7 separate regions of the Mus musculus genome follow, and all the other regions are linked to region 5. The links are chromatin contacts, called in public HiChIP or PLAC-seq, Micro-C and promoter capture Hi-C maps. All regions are on one chromosome and are shown on one strand. The core of a region is the stretch at or near the end of the contact, and the rest is flanking DNA. Distances in the headings are between cores, read along the strand shown. Region 1 overlaps Osbpl3 (oxysterol binding protein-like 3). Region 2 holds the start of Mpp6 (membrane protein, palmitoylated 6 (MAGUK p55 subfamily member 6)). Region 3 holds the start of Zfp775 (zinc finger protein 775). Region 4 holds the start of Lrrc61 (leucine rich repeat containing 61). Region 5 holds the start of Fam221a (family with sequence similarity 221, member A). Region 6 holds the start of Gsdme (gasdermin E). Region 7 holds the start of Zfp467 (zinc finger protein 467).

Region 1 (2,700 bases), core at 157-2,656, 950 kb after region 5:
GCAGAGGACCCAAGTTTGGTTCCCGACACCCACACTAAATGCGCATAACTACCCATAGTTTCAGTTCCCAAGGATCCAGTGGTCCCTGTGGCCTCCAAGAGCACCTGAGCACACAAGTGTGTGCACACACATGCACATGAGCTCATGCACGTGCACACACGCAATCTTAAACTGGGGCCCCTACTCAAATCATTACTATGTTTCTTTGGACATCTGTACTGCTAGAGGTCACAGGAAACCACAGAATCCTCCCAAATTTTAAAAGCTTGTCACCTGCACATACTGGATAAGTATAGCCTCATGCTGCCTCCATGGGGCAGACGGTCTCCTGGGTCAGAAGCCGAAAAGCCACACAAGCAGGTACAGACATAAAATGACAAGGATGTTGCTGTGTCTTAGATATGCTACGCTAGAGGGCTTCATATAACAGTGAGTCATCTAGTGAGGACTTGCATAAGAACAGGAGGAAGGTGTGTGTGTGTGTGTGTGTGTGTGCAGAGCTGAGCTGAGATATACCCAGCACCCCATAAAAAGGAGACTCTGACCTGAACTCTGATCTACTTCTATGGCAGAAGGAAGGCACATCTTCACATTGAATACTCTCCTGTGATAATAATCCTGCTTCTCACATAATCTGCTAATGGGGAAATCCACCTGTCCCAGCAAATACATAGCAAATACAGACAGTGGTAGCATCCCAGTCCCAAGAGGCTCGCTTTTCTTGGGCACACTAAATGCAGCAGCCACTTAAGTCACAAGGCTAAAATCCAAATGGAGGATGTGGCTCCGCCTCTATCAGGACCAGTGGTCATTAGGACAGCAAAGCCAGCATAAGGCTGCCTGAGGGCTTGTTTTCTGTCTCACAGCAGTGTTCAGCCTCCAGTGCTAGCAGGGGGATACAGCAGATCTTATCCTCCCTCCTGGGCCTCTGTCACTCCTCTTAACACTCTATATTTAAGGATGCTTAAAAGTTCTCTCTAAACATGAGAACAATAACCAGGCATTCTCTCAGGTGAGCGTATTACTGTGCCAGCATCCTTCCACAGGCCATGCACTGTCACTCCCATTGGAAGAGGACACAGCTGAGGCTCCATGGGCTGAGGCTCCATACGAAAGGCTGCACACCAAGCAAACAGGGGCACAGCCTCTGCTGCAGACAACGGCCAGATGGTTTTTGTGTGTTTGCTTTTGCCTTGGGATCCAGTTCATACAGACTAAGGTATCTGGTCCTCTCTGGTGATGTCTCTGGGCACAGGGGTACCTGCCCTTGGACTCTGGTCCTCCTCTCCAAGTGCCACAGCAGATGTGCTGGCAGACCCCATGACTGGTGCCACCCCTCCAGGGCTCCATGGCTGCCCCTCACCTTCCCACCTCACATGCCCCTCTCCCCTCACAGCTCTTCCTCCTGCCCTGATTGTCAGCTGTAGTTTGGGGCTATTTTGGGCCTTCATTTTTTTTTTCTTTTTACAAGAGTGCATATAACACCATGGTAACCAAATCATGTTTTCATTTATCCTCATTCCATTTTGAGTTCAGTATTTAAATAACCCAGCTGAATTTGAATCAGACAGATTACTGGATCCCTTAACTACCGATTTAGCCTCCCCCTCTGCCCATATTAAGCAACATTTATCTGATTTTTCACCTGGGAAGCCACTGGCAATACATTTGGGGTGTCTGTATATTCGTTTTCCTGAGTTCCAGGGAACACACTTGTTCTGGGTTTAGGTTTCTGCATTTGTCTTCTTTGCGGTAGGGTCTCACAGGCAGCCTAAGCTGCTCCAGACCTCTCTATGGAGCCAAGGCTGACCTTGAACTCTCAGCCCTCCTACCTGAGGCATGACCACTCCCAGCCTATACTACATTAGGACAAGCAGTTTCTTTAGTTTCTGGGAGGTTGGGTGTGGAAGTTTGAACCTGTAATCCCTTTACTCAAGTGCCTGAGGCCAGAAGAGAGTGTGTTTGAGGCCAGACTGCATCTGCAGTGAGATCATCTCAAAGAAAAAGAGAGACAAAGGGTGGGCGGCAGAAAAGAAAAGCCAAGCTCACCACTCTGTCTCTCCCAGTCCTATAATGCAAATCCATTGACAAAAATAACCAGAAGGCAGAGAATGTTTCAGCACCCCCTCCCCCACTCCCTCTTTATCCTCAGTTTTCTAGGAGTTGAGAGAGAAATATATCAAAGTAAGGACGACGTAGTCTCCTGAAAGGGGAGGAAGGTGCTTTTCATCTTTCTAAAGGTGCGATTTCTATTTTAGCTGAAGGAGTGTTCCACATGGGCAAACACATGGGGGTATTCATTCCCCGGTACACTCGAGCCCTCACACAGCAATAAGGACAGGAATCTCACAGAGCAGCCAAACTTCATAGACCAGACCCTTCTCTGTCCCCACAGATCACTGGTGGTGGCTGTCACCCCCACTTTAAAGAGGAAACTGACACACAAAGAGGCTAAGTTAAGTTGCCCAGAGTTCTACAGTCTGTTGAAACAGAACTGCACTTCTAATGTGAGCTGCGAGGTTCCCGAACCTTCCATGCTAACTTTCGTGGAAGGATCTCACGGACCCCAGGCCACAGAAGGACAACATGGCTATCCACTAGATGAGGACAGGGACTCTTTGTCTGTCTCTACAGCCTCCCATTCCACTGTGGGGTCTGGGCATCTGCAATAGTACTAGGCACACAGGAAACATTAAAAAA
Region 2 (2,700 bases), core at 19-2,518, 740 kb after region 5:
GTGAACTTGGCTATAGGGGACCACAATACCTACCCAAAGTTACTCCGTGCTCCTCGGCACATTCCACTTTTCTTAATTGCTTCCAATTTCCTTTTCTCAGGTTTGCTGTTCCAGGAAAAAGGGTTCTAAATTAACGCTCTACAAAGTCCCCCTACATGTTGGTTTGCAAAATTAATGATCCTCATGGCAGAGCAAATTAATCTTTGATGCTTGGTTGACGCTAAAGACAAAACTCACTGGGGCCCTCTTAAGACACAGAATCAGAGTCGTCCCCCACCCCCGCCCCTTTTCCCTTCCGTGCCAGCTACATCCACAAAGTAGGCAGTGCATTACATCTCAGAAGCCCATCTCTGAATCTTGTCGTCAGTCTGTGCAGGGGCTGTGCAAGGTGCTCAGAAGCTAGGAGAGGCTACGCAGTGGAAGCCACCAGATAGATGGTCACAGGAGAAGTTCCACTTGCACTTTCTACAGCTACTGAGGAGACGTGTTGCTCCACTGAAAGAACACTACTTGCTTCAATTTTAGGGAGACTATGACAGCATCTGCGAGAGCCCACAGCACAGGTCTGAGGGCTTGCAGAGAGATCTCAGAAAGGACTGGAAGCTCTCGCACTGCTACTGTAGTTCTAGCCAGAAGCGTTTGCTACATTGCAATGCTCAATTCCTTTTAGCTTAAAAAAAAAAAAAAAATTAAAGCTACACGCCTGTCAAAAGGACACTTTCTGAGAGGGCACCCATCAGCAATCATCCCACTCCGCGCAGGGTCGCGGCTGGAGGCACGGTACTCCGTCCTCCTCCTCCCAGGTCTGGGAAAGCCAGATGTTTGGGAGGGTCTGGCTAAGCCCGCTCCACGATCCCGCCCGAGCCCTGGCACTATGAAAGAAGCTAGTGTCCTTTCATTTGTCGGGTGTGAACCATAGCCTCGGGTTGGGCCTTTGGGAGAAAATTCAGTCCCCCTTCAAGTCCACCTCCGAGTCAGGGCTGTAAGAAGAGTGGCGGGCGCGGGCTCCAGGACTCTCGCGTCTCCTTTGTGCTATAAGCCGCTCTCGGCCGGTTCCCGCTCCTCTCCCACAGAACGTGGAGGACGCGCGCTGGGCCAGGGCGACCCTAAGGGACCCGCCCGCAGGGCCCTCTGGTGGTAGCACCTGGCGGCCAGGCCACAACCGAGGGGCGGGGCCGGGCTGGGCGGGGGTTGGCGGGGGAGGGGGGGAATCTCCGCGCGCACGAGTCCGCGCGCTCGCCGCGTCCGGCGCACGCGCGAGGCCGGGAGGAGCGCGCCCCGGCGGCGACGGCGGGAGCGGAGCGGCTGAGAGAGGCTGGCCGCGCGGGCCGGCGGGCAGCGGCAGCGCCCGGAGCCGGGCGAAGGGCGAGGCCGGCGGGGACGGCGGAAGTCGCCCGCCCGACCGCGAGCCCCTGAGTCGGTAGATGGGGCTGCGCGGCGCCCGCGACTGATGAGTGGAGCGGCGGCGCGGAGGCGGCCGAGGTGCGAGCCGGTGAGTGGCGGCCCCACGCGGTGCGGTAACGGCCGGCCCCGGAGCCCCAAGCCCGGCGGCGCCACGCGGGCCCCGCCCCTGCCACCTGGGCGCGGGAGCCGTGGCGTGTCCCTCGCGCGCCCCTCGCCCCACGCGTCCCCCGCGGGCCGCCCCTTCCGGGCGGGGCCGGCCGCCTCCCTCTGCGGCGCGGGCGCCTCGGCGTGGACCCGGGCGGGCGAGCGAGCGGGCTGGCGCTGGGACTGACACCTTTGGGGGCTCAGAGATCCCGGGGAGGAGGCTTGCTGCAACTCCTGCTGCCACTTCCGAGCCACGAGGTTCCAGTTGTTTGGCTAAAGTGGCGGTGGGCGAGCACACGCCTCTGCGGGGGCGGTCGCCGCTCAGCGCGTGCTCTCCGAGCTGGACACATTTGCCTGAAAGCAGAAAGGTGCCTGCCTTCTCTTCCCCCACTTCTATTTTGGCCGGACGGCAGGCCGGAGGGGAGTAGATGCAAGATCGGACAGCGCGGTGACAGCTTGTGGATTGGTTGGGGTGTCTTTGGTTATTTTTCTTGCTGGGGGGACTCTTTTTTTTTTTTTTTAACACTTTATTGGGAGTTTATTCTCAAGGTACCAGTTCCTGGGATCGCAGCTCGAGAAAACATTCATTAAGCTCCCCTTTTCTGGGGTGAGTATTTGTGTAGGTGGGGAGAAGGGTGAGGAAGAGACTCAAGGCTGTAGGCAAGGCTCAGAAAATTCTCCGCATTACTCAAAAAGCAGCCGGTTAAGGTCAGGCTAGCCATGCTTTTACTCTTTTCCTACGCCTCTGGGAATTCTTGGAATTTTACTTTAGCCCTCCTGAATGGGGTTCCTTGTCATATAGCTGACAGCATTCGGGGTGCGTTAAATTGGTCTTCACTTGGAATATGAGTTAGCAGCCATTTCTTCCCATGTGGTGTTTCAGGTCATTATTTCTTTTTTGGAAACTTACATACGTCTCATGTGTACTAAAACTATCTCAGCCTTGGTTAAGGGTAAATTTTGGTACACTGGTCAAACAATGCACCAGCCTTTGGCTGTGTAGTTATGATAAACTACTAGGCCTGATTGTAGTTTTGTGGTTAGAGGCCTTATTGCTCTGTAAACAAATAACTTTGGGGGTTGTTTCATTTTGAGGTCATTTGTTTCTTAAAGCTTTCATATATTTAAATTATTAAATTATTGTTTAAATAC
Region 3 (2,700 bases), core at 162-2,661, 770 kb before region 5:
TTTTTGAGACAGGATCTAATACAGTTCCAGGCTGGCCTTGAACGAACTATCTCAGTGTGTAAGATAGGCTAGCCTTCACTTACTGTGCTTCATTCTTCCACTTCTGGAACAGCCTTGGTCCTGAGTGTCAGTCTGGAGAGTCTGTCACTCTGGATAGGAAGTGTTGTTCCTGGGCCACACTAGCTGGTGGAGGATCTGAAACTAGAATGCTGCTCTGAGAGGTAGGAATGAAAATCCAGAAAGGCACATAAGCAGGTGGGAAAACTCACTCATCTATTTCACAGGCAAACACATCAAAGTCCAGAAACAGAAAACTCTCTCTTGTGATGACTGCACATGAATTTAGTGGAAAATGGCTAGAAACTTGGCCCCAGTTTCCACAATGCTTGACAGCTGAACAGCAGCTGGGGGCCTAGAGGCTTGAACAGTTACAGATTGGTGCCATGGTAGGGGTTACAGGACATCCATCCTGGTCCCAAATGCACCTCCAAAGTAGCTCTGGAGAGAAAATGCAGTATCTTTCCAGTTGACCCCACTGTGATTACCCAGCTGCGACCAAACTCAAGGCAGAGGTGGGAGGAATTCTATCAGATGTATAGGAAAGGGTGGGAATGAAAACACTTTCCTGGAGGTGTTTGGGAACCAATCACCCTTCTTGGCAGTCTGGACCTGGTTAGCAGCTAGAAGATATTTCACTCAACAGAACCTTAGTGCATAGTGAAATTAGATGCGGTTAGGTAACCTCTTCAGACCTGTTTTCTCAGCTAGAAAAAGCTCCCCGAATGCAATGATTTCCAAAGCCACTTGCAAACAGCTCCAAACATAATTTATCATGACTCAGTGTGGTCTGATGATATGCTGGCTGATGATGGCTCACTGTACCCTCACGAGGCAAAAGAGCCCTGCAATGTGCAATAGGCAAGTGTGAGCAATGCCGCCTAAACATAGCTTTCAGGGAGTAAAGAAAAAGAGCCACAATAAAGTAGATATACTCTCCAGAGGGGTCCTAAAAGTGCTGTGTTCTATTTGGCCCGCGATGGCTTCCAAGCAAGGAAACCTAATGGCACCTCACTACCGTGGTACCCCGCACCTACGCCGCGAGTTCAGATATCAATACGCGCTTGTGCGGGAGGCAGAGCGCTCAAAGGTGGGCAGATCCGAGGCACCTGGTGGACGGGCACAGCAACTATGCTCCGCGGGGCACAGAGCATTAGGGGGCCACCTCTTCCACCCCAGCAGTGTTCAGCTCACTGATTTTTTGCTTAGGGCCGCGCGGCCGCAGGCGAGGTCAGACCCTGGCTATTGGCTCCGGAGAACAAAGGGGCCGCCCCGCGGGCTGCACCAATAGGGCCGGGAGTGTCATCTGAGCCGTTCAGCCAATCCGCAGCGGGGCGGTGCAGGGCGACCAGCCAATCACACGCGTCCGCCTGCCCCGCCTGCCCCGGGACTGGCCATGGCCCGGAGCCCGGTACCCAAGTCGCCCCTTGGGTAGCCGTTCCCGTTAACCTTAGCCACAAAGTCAAAGGTATTTATTTCTCAGGCCCCCTCCCTCCGAGTCCTGTGCAATTCTGGCGGGGAGGGGCGGTGCAGGGACGGACCAGCGCCGGGTCGCTGTTCCCGTGCTGCTCCGGTGTACCGGGCTGTAGAGGAAGGATGGGTCCCGGGCCTTGAGGCGCCCTGAGTCCCGCGTGCACCTCAGCTCTGGGTCCCAATTTTCTGTACCACCAGCACCCTTCCTAGCTCAGTTGGGAGGGACCTGAGGTTGGCTGGGAGGTCAACAGGCCAGGGCAGTAAGGTCAGGAGGGTAGGACTGTTGAAGAGCCAAGAGGACCTACTGAGCCATCTGGTTGTTCTGAGCTCCCTGTCTGTGTCTGCTTCCGTGTAGAAGAGCTTCTGGGGGCAGCAATCCCAGTGTTGGCTACAAGCGATTCTGCGAGGCGGGATGAGGGTGGAGACGGAGAACAAGCAAAAGGAAAGCACGCAGAAGTTACAACTGTGTGCGCGTCTTCGGGGGTGGTTACTGAGACTTCTTTCAAGTAAAATGACCGCAGCAGTCTCAGTGGGTGTGGTGTCTGGCGACACAGAGTCCGAATGGTCTCTAGCAGCAGTGGCAAGTTGGGTGTGGTCACCTGAGGTTGGAGACAAGTGACAGGCTCTGCATTTTTATTTGTTTGTTTTTGGTTTTTAGTTGTGTTAATAACATGAAAACATCCCATAGCATTTGTGTCCTGTCAGTTCCGAAGCTCCATGATTCTGTGCTTCTACCACTCAGTTGTGGCTGACGTTTATGTAAATGAGCCCTCATAACCGTGTTTTGTAATGGTTTACAAGGCTGGGGTCTGGACTGTGTGCTAGGGATAGAGGCATCCTGTATTAGGATGCGTTTGGTCTTCTGGTGGTAACAGAAAGCATGGATGATGACAGTTACCCCACAGGTACTTGTTTGGATGACACATAGCTAAACAGTAGTTTTGAGTTTCCCAAAGATGTCTGTCTCTGGCAAAGTGACCCCTGATTTGGACCAGGGAGGGGGTGTATGGGCAAGGTCACTGCAAGACAGACAAGTTATAGGTATGCAGGTGTGTGAGGACATAACAAATCTAGATATTGGGGACAATGGGGAAAGCTAACCAAAGACTATGTTTTGAATGGCCTTGCCAAGACATTTTTGTCTAAATTTCCAAGTGTTGGAGAGCTCTT
Region 4 (2,700 bases), core at 102-2,601, 810 kb before region 5:
TTGTCCCCTCTCTCCCTGGACCCTCCCTATTTTGTTTTTTTTTTTGTTTTTGTTTTTTTTTAAATGAGATTTGATTCCTGATGTGATGTTTTTGTTTTTGTTTTTGTTTTTTAGCATCAGAAGAAGCAAAGAAGCAATGAAGAGAAGTGGAGCGGGGCTGAGGCTCCAGAGCTCAGCTGGGTATACCCTTCCCTGGGAGCTGCAGTGCCTCTTGCTGAGGAGGCTTCCTCTCAGAGCTATGTGGTTCCTGGGCTCCTGTGTCTCAGGACGCTCTTCTATTGGGACACTGTCCTACCTCTGAGCTGTGTGGTTCCTAGGCTACCATGTCTACCATTGGGACACTCTCTCTGCTAAGAGTTGTGCGGTTCTTGGGGTTCCACACCTTCCTAGAAGGAACATTTATAGCTTCTAATCTTAAAATAGACTCAGGCTGGTCCATCACATGGAGAAGTTCAAGGGAGATCAAATGGATACCGGGCACCATTTGACGGATTAGAAAAGCTAGGTCACCACTGGCCTGCAGCCTAGCACACTGAACGTCATCAAACACGTATTCATTAAGGACTTTGCACTGTGATACAGTGCAAAGATGTGAACAACAACAAAACTGTGCCTATACTTAGCCAGCCCAGGCTGGAAGGGTGTGGACTGAACTGGGATTGCTTTGTCTGAGTGCACAGAAAGCATCAGGAGATGGAAAACCCTCCCAATGTAGACATTTCCAAGTGGCCTGTGAAAGAAAGTGAGAGGCATTCTCCCCTGTGCCTAGTTAAGGTGACCTCTTTATCCGTTGGACAATGTCATTTACAAAGGTGGCAGTTTGCGTTGGTGACATCTCTGGGGGCAAGGCCTTTGGGAATATCACTAGGCAGTGCACATTTATCTCAGGAAACATTCTGATGTAGTTTTCTAAAAATACGGGTAAGGTTCCCACAAGGGGTCCTTCTTATCGTTATTGTGGCACCTTTTGTCTGCAGTCCTAGGCGGTGAGCATGACTGCACCGCTGTGAGGGGCAGGGTTCGGAGAGGGGTGGGCGAGCACGTACCAGGCACCGTTTATCGGGTTAGAAAATCTAGGTCACCACTGGCCTGCAGCCTAGCATACTGAATGTCACAGAACACATTCGTTAAGGAACCATAAATGCCTTTCCCAACGTCGCTCTGTCAAATGTGCTAATGACCAAACTAACAGGAACAAAATCCTCCAGCAGCACTGGCCGCGGGTTCCAGCACAAAGAGCTAGAAGCTCCTCTGGTTGTGTAATCTGCGTCACTTGCGTACCCTGCCAGCCGCAGCGCGTCCCTTAAAAACAACTTTTTCTGCGTCGCACCACTCCCCGCCCCTTCCGGCCTTTCGCAGGTTCCGGGTCGGCTGGGCCTGCGCCAGAAACCGAGTTGCGTGTTCTGTTTGTTTGGGGGATGCTGGATTCTTCTGGAACCGCCCGCGGTTAGTGGCCACGCCCTCAGCCCCAGGCACTGCTCTGAGTGCAGTTAACAGACAGAACGCTTTAACCGGTAACAATCGCGGCCGGTGAGGTGGGTGCTGCCTTGGTGGCCAGGAGACATTAGGATTGGATTTCCTATCCCACAATCACAGCCTCTTGGTATACATAACAACAAGGGTTCCGCTAGTGTGATAGATTATTTTAAAAGAGCAGCCGTAGAGAAAAAGGCGGAAAAAGTTTTGGTCTTGTTTATTCTCGGTGAGGGAGCATTTGTCACAAGATATGCAAATGGCAAAAATGCCTACAAAGGAAGAAGGATGCGGCCCCTTATTGGGGTCAGAAATGGGTGGAAATGACTTCAGTAGTCCCCAAAGGAAGCTGGGAAGTGTAGTCTCCCAGCAGGAACTTATCCGTGGCTTTTGTCACTTTGGCTATGTGAGCTCAGAAGATGGCGGAGTGTTGTTTAAAACATCCTCCACTGTTGTGCCAGGGAAAAGTTAGTGACCCCCCCCCCCCCCCCGCCAAACACACACACACACACACACACACACAGGAGCTGATCTGATGCAACTCACAGCAGGGTCTTTATTCTATTCGAGCTAGCTCAAGCCCCCCCAATGCACCACCCTCACACAGGACGGTTTTGGTGGGGGAGGAGCCCCGAATGTCTATGTGGCAAGGCTTTATAGTAAGCACCAAACATGGAATACGAATGCGAGCATCTAAATGGAAAGCTACTTTGGCCTTTAATATAACTGGCTGGTGCTGGGAGTCACATCATAAACTTAACTTCTGCTCCCCTCTGCATGGGTGGTCATTAGGCAAGGGTTGGGCTTGCAACCTGGGGTGCAGGTTTGTTGGGGGAATAACCAGGAGATACTGGTCTTGTTAGGGGTGTAACTTGGAAACTCTGCTCTTGTTGGGGATTAGCCTAGAGACGAGCTAGGCTCAGGTTTTGTTGTGGGGACAACTTGGATACTAATGCTAGATACCGGCCTGTAGTCTACCTGAGTTCAAGCTTAGGTCAGATTCTCTAAAATGGAGTCTGAATTTAAAAGCTTTGGCATCTCACACTGACTGGCTTAAATTCTCTGGTTGTGTGGGAGACTAGAGCTCCTTCTTCCCCAGGTGTAGGAATGTGAGAGGAGAGGAGGCTGGCAAGCTTGCACAGAGTGGGACTGTGGAATGCCCCTGGATGTATGTTTGTGCGGTGTAACAGGGTAGAATTAGGGAGCCAGGTCCCATCTGGGCATGCT
Region 5 (2,700 bases), core at 160-2,659:
TAAAGGATGAGAAATTTGGTCCATAGAGAGCTACAATGTTTGAGAATTCTTTTCTCCTGAGTAACGGTTAATTTCTTACTCCTTTTCAGCTTGCCAGAACAACTTATAGCTAAATTACTAACGGATGATAATTCCATTTTTATATAAAATGCGTGGAGATTCTTTTTAAATGTTGAAACAGACTTATCTTGGAGTCAGGTGTATAGTTTGGCAGTACAGAGCTTACCTAGCAGCTCAAAGGCTTTGTGCTCCTACCCGGAAGGCAAGAACTTGGCTGAATTGTTTCTGCTTGTTCTTCCTTAACCTGTTATTTTCTTTGGAGAACATTTTTTTTTCCTTGTCACTTGCACTGGTACTCAGGATTGCTGGTTTTATATTTTATTATTTTCCAGTGGCATCGAGACTTGAACCCAGGGTCTCAGTATGCTAAACTCATGCTGTCCAACTAAGCTTCTATGCTCAGTTCTCAGCCTCAACCGTAATACTGAAAACATGGACGTTGACACCCCTCCCCCACACTTCAGAGATGTACTGATTCGAAGTGTGTGATTGTGAATGGGTGCGTGCAGCAGTGTAAACAAGCTCTGAGGCCAGTGGGCAAGAGGAAAGGGTTGGGTGTCTTCCTCTATCATGCTCCATTTAATCCTTTCATGTAGTCTCTCCCTGAACCCAGGGTTGGGATTTTCTTGTCTAGGCTGAAAGCCAGCAAACCTCATTGATTTTTCTGTCTCCACCTACCTTGAAACTGGGGTATTAAGAGTCTGAGATGCCTGGTTCTTTATGTGGGTGCTGGGATCTGAACTCTGGTACTTATGATCGCACAGCAAGCACTCTTAGCTACCGCTCCAAGTGGCCAATTCTCCAAGACTACGTACATTTCGAGAGATTGATTAAATGGGAAGAGGTATATAAACCCTGTTTTGAGAACCCATTGTATCCTGGCACTGCACTTATTCTTAAGGAGACTCTGGGAATGAAGCAGTGAAGAGCACGAAGTTTGAAGTGGGCAAACAGCATCTGTTTTGCAGCCTTGGGCTATGCAGGAGAAGCCAATTTGTAGGGCTCAGGTAGCGGTAGGGTGGCGAAGCTCAAGCTAAATTAAGCTCAAGGACCCTTAGAGGATCGCCAGGTAGACTGTGGGCCACGGAAGCAATCACGAGGGTTGGTGGAGACGTTTGGCCTGGAGCAGCAAGAGGGGCGGGGCAAAGCGGGGCTTGGCCAAGGGGCGTGGCACAAGGAAGAAGAGGGGCGCTAGGACAGGCCGGATGCTAGGGTAGAGCGGGAGCTGGGGAGAGGTAAGGATGAGGGCGGAGCTAAGTGGGGCGGAGCCCAGAGGAGGGGGAAGATTGATTGGGGAGGAGCTGCGGGGAGAGGACGGGAGCTGAGGGGGACAAGGGCGGGACTAAGCGGGTGAAACAGAGGGGCGGGGCCCAGGACGGGGCGGGGCTAAGGGGGCGGGACCGGGCAGTTTCTGGCGGCAAGGCTGTTTGTTACTCGCGCAGGTCTGGTGGATCCTGCCTGGCAGCTGCAGGGCGGACTCAAGAGCTCGAGGCAAGGGCTCCTTTCGCTTCCCGCGGCCATGGAGCGGCTGACGTTGCCTCCTGGTGGTGCGGAGGCAGTGGACGAGTACTTGGAGTACCGGAGGTGAGGCCTTAACTCTGCTCCGCGGGGCGGGCTCCTGTTCACGGACTCTTGTCCGTCCGAGCACGGTGGGACGAACCCGGACCCAGCGGACGAACGTACTAGCGCTCTGGGAGTCTGTTCGGGAGGCCTGGATTAATTTCACATTTCATCCTCTGTAATTAAATTTGCAGACACACAATTCTATTCTATAATGAATCTCTTCGGAGACCACTTGAGAGTCTCCTTTGCCAAAAGGGATGATTAACTACTTTTAAAATGGATCCCTTTTTGTTTCTCTTAGTGACAATTGATTTACATATTGGGTCTATAAAAGTTAGTAGATGTCAGTTTATACATCAATTCAGTGCTCTCCCAAACCAAGGGAGATGGTTTTTGGACTTAGCTTCCGAGACTCCTCTCTGGAAGCAGGGAACACAGCTGCTTGCTCCTTTGGCTCCACACACATCTGCCCCCAATTCCCATAGCCTAGGAGGGGTTTCTTCTTGACAGCTGGGAAACTGGGAGAATAGAGGTTACAGACGACTTGGAGAATGTGTGTGCACAAAGGAAAAGCCAGATGTATAGAGCTTCCCCCAAGTCATTCGTGGGGTGTCCAGGCAGTTGGGTTTCCCAGCATATTGCCCCAATAGTGTAGTTTTGGGTAATGCTTAGAACTTTCTGAAGATTCTGAACAGGAAATGTGAGATGGAACAGCTTGATCAGTCTGTCTTAGTTAGGTTTCTATTGCTCTATTGAAACACTGATCAAAAGCAACTTAGGAGGAAAGGGTTTATTTCAGTGTATAGCTTGTAGGCCATGATCCAGGGAGGCCAGGCCAGGGGCTAATGCAGTGCCCCTGGAGGGTGCTGCTCATTGCTTTGCTGTTCATGGCTTGCTCGGCCTGTTTGCTAATAGCATAGTAATAGTGAGCTGGGCCCTCCTACATCAATCAGAGGTCCTGCCACAGGCTTGCCCACAGGCCAGTCTAGTGTGTATGTGTGTCATTTTTTCTCAGTTGAAATTTTCTTATTTTTTTAAAAATTCTTTTTAAAAAGGAATTATTTATTTTTTGTATAT
Region 6 (2,700 bases), core at 12-2,511, 890 kb after region 5:
TGGTGGCACAGCTTGTAATCTGGGTACTCAGGGCTAGAGAGGTTGAGGCAGGAGAATTACAAATCCAAGACCAGGCTGGCCCTCACAGACAGATAATATCTTTAAAAAAATGTTTTAATTAATTTTCAAAGGTAAACACAGTTATGGGGATTGGCAGAGCTTTCCTGTAATCCTACCACTTGGCCATGGGAGAAGCCCCAGGATCAGAGTGTTCAAGGGCAGACCAGGCTCCCAGGACTGGATCTCAAAAAGAAACGAGAAGATTCCTATGTATAAAGAGGAGACCTCTCCAAGGACTCCAGAGTTCAAAAAGAACAAGAACACCCTGTGGCCAATATACAGCTTCCTCAGGAGGCAGGCCATCCTGGAGTCCAGGGATGTGGGCAGGCAGTCTAGGTTGCTGCTCTCTCTGATCAGGGGTCCAGCCTTTCTTACAAGAAGCACTCCTAGGTGATGCATGTTGAAGAGAATTCATTGTTATTGCATATCTAGATTCTGTTCCTCCAACAGCTCAGATCTTTTCCTTCCACTCCCAACTCTGCCTACGGGTTGACTGTCACCTGGGCCCAGCTGTCCTGGAGCATCCTCCCTGACTCCTCTCTCCAAGTCCCATTCAGACTCCCAGTGAGTGGCTGGCTGTTTTGTTCAGGCTTCAGCAAAGCCTGGAAGCTGCCTGGTGTCTTTCCCTGAGGGGTGCAAGTGGGAAGAACCCCTCCCCAAACGGCCACTCCAGGCAAAAGGCCTCACAGTGAAGAGGTTCAGTCAGTTACCCCAGGTCAGGCAGGACCCATGCCAGCCTGTGATCTTCCTGCACATGCACTCATGCACACACTGGATCCTTCTGACACCGACACAGGAGAGAGATTAGAAGACAAAGGATGGATGCATGGGATATGGTGAAGGCATGGTGAGATGGGGTGCCAGAGAACACCAGCTGCACTTGCCACATCCCAGGACCACAGGAGTGGTGGTGATCATGGTGGAAGGGGCAAGGATGGAATGGAGACAGGGCGAGAATGAGACTATGGGTAAGAAGGAGCAGCTGCTCCTACTGGAAGGTGGGGAGAAAAAAGGAGATCACTACCCCAATCGCCCGCCTCTGGGAGATGTAAGGGGATCTTCCGGGGCAAAGGGGAGCCGACAATTTGCCCCAGGCCAGGACACAATGCGGGCGGAGGGAAGAGGAGCCCAAGCGGAACCCGCAGCTCGCGCCCGCCGCCACTTACCCGCGCGCCGCCTCTCCGTCCTGCACGCTCCGTTCTTTCACGCGCACGCGCGCGTTCCCGGACACCCACAGAGAAGAGGAGGGAGGGCCTGGACCTTTGCTCCGTCCTGCCCCTGGATGCCTCAGCCGGTCCACAAGCTAAGGGATGGCGCCGGGGGCGGGGCTGAACCCGGGAGCTGGGGGACCTGGCAGCAGAGTTAAAGGCGCTAGCTGGTCTAGGAGATCCAGGCAGCACCAGAGACTACTTCTAACCAGACACTGCCTGTCTTCCTTCCGGAACTGCCAACCGTCCGGGTCAGTCTCTGGCTCTCCATCTGCTCCACAGGAGGAAGATGGGGACGAGACTGTGGCCTACTGGCTACAGTTCCCTCATCCCACCCACCTCCCCTTCTCTATGCCCCTGGTTCTCCAGAGCCTGTCCAGGCACTAAGAGGGTGTGAGCTGTCAGCGTGGCTTTGCAGTGTCCAGGAAACTCCCACCTTGGCCTTGGCAACCCTTGCACTTGTTTGGGGCTTGGAGCTTGGTGTTGAGTAGCTTAATCAGAGAGGTAAGCTCTCTGAAGGCAGAATCAAGCCTACAGGCGCTTGGTAAACTGAGGGAGAGGATTGAAGCAGAACGTTGCACCCTCTGAGTCAATTTTTATAGGATGTTCTTTCCCGTGCAATAAATAGAAAAAGAGAATTCTCCTTCTGCACCCCCACCTCCAAGCCCCGGATTTACACACTCAGAGAGTAGCCGCACTTTGTGGCTGCCCCAGTGGGGAGGAGCCTGGGAGGCTGCTAAAAGGGTGGAGTCTCTTTTGGTCCCCTCACGTCAAACCTCTCCTAACTATCCACACTACTACCCTCTGTAGCTCCTTCCATACTCTATGATTCTCCTGTGCTCCAACAGCCACCACTCTACTATATGTAGAATACAAACGTCTTCCCTAAATCTTCATGTCTCAGAGGACAGTAACTTTTGTCTGCTTTATTGACAGTGTCCGGCTCCAAACTTGAAACTTACTGCATAGTAGATACTCAGTAAATTATGCTTGGATTAAATGAGATGGCCAGCATAGCATGCAAAGGTGCCTGGCGCCAAGTCTGACCATCTGATTGGGTCCCAGAGCCCACACAGTGGAAGAACTGATTCATACAGGGTACCCTTCAGTTATCCCCTGACACACACATGTATATAATAAAAAAAAAATCTTTTAGAGAAATGAACTGTCGCGTTTGTTCCTCAGACGGGGCAGATGGAGATTGTGGGGTGGACTTCATAAGTTATCCCGGTTCAAGCTTTCTTTTCTAGCAACTTAAGCCATGTAAGGGGATGAAGATTTTTGGTGTCCATCGCCTTTTGACCTGGCCGGTTAGCTTAAGGTCATCCTCAAAGCTGGTCCAGGCAATGCTTATACTGAAGGCCCCAGTTCTGTTCAGCTAGCTCCTCACTTGTAACTGATGTGCACAAGGAAGGCATAGGAGGTGGGTATT
Region 7 (2,700 bases), core at 193-2,692, 920 kb before region 5:
TCCCTTCCTTCCCCCTCCTCTTTTCCTTCCTCCCCCCCCCCACTCCCGCCCTCCCCTTCTCAGCTGCTCTCCCCCATCCGCTTGCCCCTCCCCTCTCCTCCCCCACTCGGGTTTCTTTTCCTTCTTTCCTCTCCTCAGTTCCCTCCCCCTCCCCCACACCAGCCTCCCCTCTGCTTCCCTCCCTCCCGCTGCTCTCCTTCCCCCCTCAGCGGCCCCCGCCTCCCTTCCCCCTCTGCCTACCCTGCAAGCTCCGGCTCCGCTTCTCTCCCCTCCCGGTCCCCAGCCTTGTTCTTCCCCTCCCCCTCCTAGTCCGCTCCCTAGCTTCCAGGTCTCACGCCCCCCATCTTGGGGGGGGGAATCCAAGCTAACCCCACATTCTCTGGACCTACTCCCTCGTTCTGCCCCTCCCCATACCCCTTTCTTCCCAACACACCTCCCTCTCAGCAGCCCCCTTGCCCATTTCTGCTCCCCACTGACTTCACGCCCTCTCCGGAGTTTTCCTTCTGACTAGACTCCCCCCAATCCCCGCCCCTGTTAGAGCTCCGGAGTCACTCCGGGTCCCGGCCCCCTGCCCTGCTCTAGGCTCACCTGTCAGCGTCCTTCGCTCCCGACCAGCCCCATCCCTGAGCCCGTTTCCTGCCCTTTCGCACTGGACCCTTCCTCTATCCCGAGGAACCCTACTCCCGCTCCTGGGGATCCTCCCCGCAGGCCCCTCCCGCCCTCTTCCCACCTGCTCCCACCGGGCCTCCCCGAGTCCTTGCCCTCCCCTCCAGTTTCCTAGTCTCCCCATCTGCGCCAGGACCCTCCCTCCTGACTCCCTTCCCTCCTGGTCTGACCCCCCCCCTCCCCCACACTCGCGTCTGCGCGCCCCTTCCCTCGGGGTTGTCACCTGCCGTGGGTCGGCAGGGCTTGTAAAGCTCCGTTTGGGTGGCGGGGGAGACGCCTGCCCGGGAGTCTCGGGTGTCCTTACCTGGCGGGCTCCTGCGGCTACGTGCCGCGGCCCGCTTCGGGGACCCAGGCGCTCGGGCCTCCGGTCCCGGGCGGCCGTTTGCACAATGGCGCCGGCTGCCTGCAGCTTGGGTGCGGGCTGCCCGAAAGACTCCGGGACTGACAGCCCTGAAACTTCGCGGGGAGGGGAAGGAAAGACGCGGAGGGAGAGGGTGTGGGGCAGCGTTGCGGGTGATCGGGGGGAGGAACCCGGGAAGCGGGAACACTGCTCCGGGGCACAGGCTAAAGCGGAGGGTCTTCGAGAGACCTGCCGCGGGAGGGTGCACTAATGGGCTTGGGTGCAGGTGACGGTCTGAGGGCAAGATGCCCGGAGTGTGGAGATGGAAAGTGGGAGCTTAGGACCGAGGAAGGGCAGAGGGGAGAGGAAGGAGAAGAAGAGGCTAGAAGGAAGGGCACTCGGGCTAGAAGGGAGGGTGCTCACAGCCTAGGAGGGAGGAGCTGGAGAAAGGTGGAGCGCGGAACGGGGTGGTGGTGGTAGTAGTGAAGAGTTGGGGGGAGTAGGGAGAGGAGGGGGCGTGTTTGGGGAGGAGAGCAATGTGTGTATGGCTGTCTTTAAAATCGCCAGTGGCAGCCGAGTAAGTGGTAGCGCCGCGGTCCCGCGGGAGACTGTCTGGCCAGCAGAGATTGGGAGAATCGGTCAAAAAACTCTCCACCAGGATCCACCCAGACCGGAGGACGCGATCCAAGTCTCACCGCGGAGACTGAGGATTAAGAACCAATCTAAGAGGGCAGAGAGAGGGCTCTCAAAGTAGAAAATGGGGAAAAAGGAACCAAGTCCCCGACTGAGACCGCTGGACAGGCATGGAAACTGCAGGGGGTGAGGTGGGGCGGGGCTGGGCGGGGGCGGGGGAGTGTTGTCCGTGGGTAAGAAAACCTCCTGGCGTTAGGTGTGGATCTCTCCCCAGACTTCCACCATTTCTGCTCATGGGTGCAGGTACTCCTAAGCCATCCCCCTCTGCTCTTCAGACACCCTCACCCAGCCCTGGAATTAAAATCTAGGCTGGATATTCCATGCCCTGTGATTTTTCTTCAAACTCCCATGGGCTCCCATTTCCGCCTGCCTGCCCCTGTAGGGAAAAGGGCAGATCCAAGTTACATTTCTCCCCAGTCCAAGCTTCCCTTGTCAGCCAAGTTGCAGAACAGAGCTGCTGGGAGAGAGTCTGGGAAGAGGAGGCCATTAAATGGCCCTCTTGGATAGGACACGGTCCCTGACAATGGCACCCTGACACAAGGATAGTGACACCTGTGGAATCAGGGCAGTGACCCAAGGCTAGCCTTATAAGATGGAGCAGGGATGTCCTCAACATTTACAGATAGTTAGAGTGAAATCTGGAGCAATGGAGACCGACCTGAAGGATCAGGAGGTCCTGTGACTCAAGATGCAAAAGGCTCTTTTAATAACTGGCTGCTTCACTGAGTAAAGATGGCTAGGAGCAGAGTTTGTGTCCCTCTCTGTGTGCAAGAATGGGCTTTGAGAACTGCAGTCCACGTATGTAGGATATGCAGGAACAGTGGCCAGGTGAGAATGTTAGAGAAGTTAGAAGGACACTGTGCCCAGAATAGATGCTGACCCTTCCCCAGGACTGCTCAACTCCCAGGCACCAACCCTAGATATCTGGAAGCAACTGGGGAAACTCATACTGGCCCTATTTTGGTCCCAGGCCCAATAGTAGGCCCAGAGGAAGGAACCCC

Evidence for each region. Promoter capture Hi-C pulls out the DNA fragments that hold promoters and counts their contacts. Hi-C and Micro-C count contacts between places; a contact is called where the count stands out from the background. HiChIP or PLAC-seq counts read pairs in DNA pulled down with a chosen protein or histone mark.
Region 1: an H3K27ac HiChIP or PLAC-seq map of embryonic stem cells shows a contact between it and region 5, with 4 times the contacts expected there. The contact joins the enhancer-like site here to the promoter of Fam221a in region 5. A contact is called at or near these places in 3 of 39 promoter capture datasets (embryonic stem cells, hippocampal neurons and pre-B cells) and 4 of 115 datasets of contacts at active chromatin or transcription factors (astrocytes, embryonic stem cells and large pre-B cells).
Region 2: an H3K27ac HiChIP or PLAC-seq map of embryonic stem cells shows a contact between it and region 5, with 9 times the contacts expected there. The contact joins the promoter of Mpp6 here to the promoter of Fam221a in region 5. A contact is called at or near these places in 2 of 39 promoter capture datasets (embryonic stem cells and pre-B cells), 1 of 484 Hi-C or Micro-C datasets (rod photoreceptor) and 1 of 115 datasets of contacts at active chromatin or transcription factors (embryonic stem cells).
Region 3: a contact with region 5 is called in a promoter capture Hi-C map of pre-B cells, with 5 times the contacts expected there. The contact joins the promoter of Zfp775 here to the promoter of Fam221a in region 5. A contact is called at or near these places in 2 of 39 promoter capture datasets (hippocampal neurons and pre-B cells) and 1 of 115 datasets of contacts at active chromatin or transcription factors (embryonic forebrain).
Region 4: a contact with region 5 is called in a promoter capture Hi-C map of pre-B cells, with 3 times the contacts expected there. The contact joins the promoter of Lrrc61 here to the promoter of Fam221a in region 5. A contact is called at or near these places in 3 of 39 promoter capture datasets (hippocampal neurons, liver and pre-B cells).
Region 6: an H3K4me3 HiChIP or PLAC-seq map of bone marrow-derived macrophages shows a contact between it and region 5, with 3 times the contacts expected there. The contact joins the promoter of Gsdme here to the promoter of Fam221a in region 5. A contact is called at or near these places in 2 of 39 promoter capture datasets (hippocampal neurons and liver) and 1 of 115 datasets of contacts at active chromatin or transcription factors (bone marrow-derived macrophages).
Region 7: a Micro-C map of embryonic stem cells shows a contact between it and region 5, with 5 times the contacts expected there. The contact joins the promoter of Zfp467 here to the promoter of Fam221a in region 5. A contact is called at or near these places in 2 of 39 promoter capture datasets (cranial neural crest and pre-B cells), 1 of 484 Hi-C or Micro-C datasets (embryonic stem cells) and 1 of 9 other capture datasets (liver).

The regions. Positions count from the first base shown.
Region 1 is chr6:50,316,850-50,319,549 of GRCm38.p6, forward strand. All of the region lies in intron 17 of Osbpl3 (oxysterol binding protein-like 3), which reads right to left. Among named protein-coding and RNA genes, the nearest start is that of Gsdme, 56 kb to the left of the region's middle. Within about 2 kb of position 1,407, at least 31 of the 459 cell types and tissues checked have an H3K27ac peak or open chromatin away from gene starts, as enhancers often do. A contact at or near this core is called in embryonic stem cells and hippocampal neurons, where this site is marked.
Region 2 is chr6:50,108,973-50,111,672 of GRCm38.p6, forward strand. It overlaps Mpp6 (membrane protein, palmitoylated 6 (MAGUK p55 subfamily member 6)), which reads left to right and starts at 1,269. Exons shown (of 13, transcript NM_019939.2): 1 at 1,269-1,492. Gm38805 (a long non-coding RNA gene) reads right to left here and starts at 1,185. Exons shown (of 3, transcript XR_869061.1): 1 at 968-1,185; 2 at 34-105.
Region 3 is chr6:48,600,596-48,603,295 of GRCm38.p6, forward strand. It overlaps Zfp775 (zinc finger protein 775), which reads left to right and starts at 1,412. Exons shown (of 3, transcript NM_173429.3): 1 at 1,412-1,525.
Region 4 is chr6:48,553,448-48,556,147 of GRCm38.p6, forward strand. It overlaps Lrrc61 (leucine rich repeat containing 61), which reads left to right and starts at 1,352. Exons shown (of 3, transcript NM_177736.3): 1 at 1,352-1,535.
Region 5 is chr6:49,366,330-49,369,029 of GRCm38.p6, forward strand. It overlaps Fam221a (family with sequence similarity 221, member A), which reads left to right and starts at 1,410. Exons shown (of 7, transcript NM_172727.3): 1 at 1,410-1,644. The coding sequence starts at 1,580.
Region 6 is chr6:50,260,508-50,263,207 of GRCm38.p6, forward strand. Gsdme (gasdermin E) reads right to left here and starts at 1,262. Exons shown (of 10, transcript NM_018769.4): 1 at 1,227-1,262.
Region 7 is chr6:48,444,383-48,447,082 of GRCm38.p6, forward strand. Zfp467 (zinc finger protein 467) reads right to left here and starts at 1,443. Exons shown (of 5, transcript NM_020589.2): 1 at 971-1,443. It also overlaps a transcript of Sspo not described here.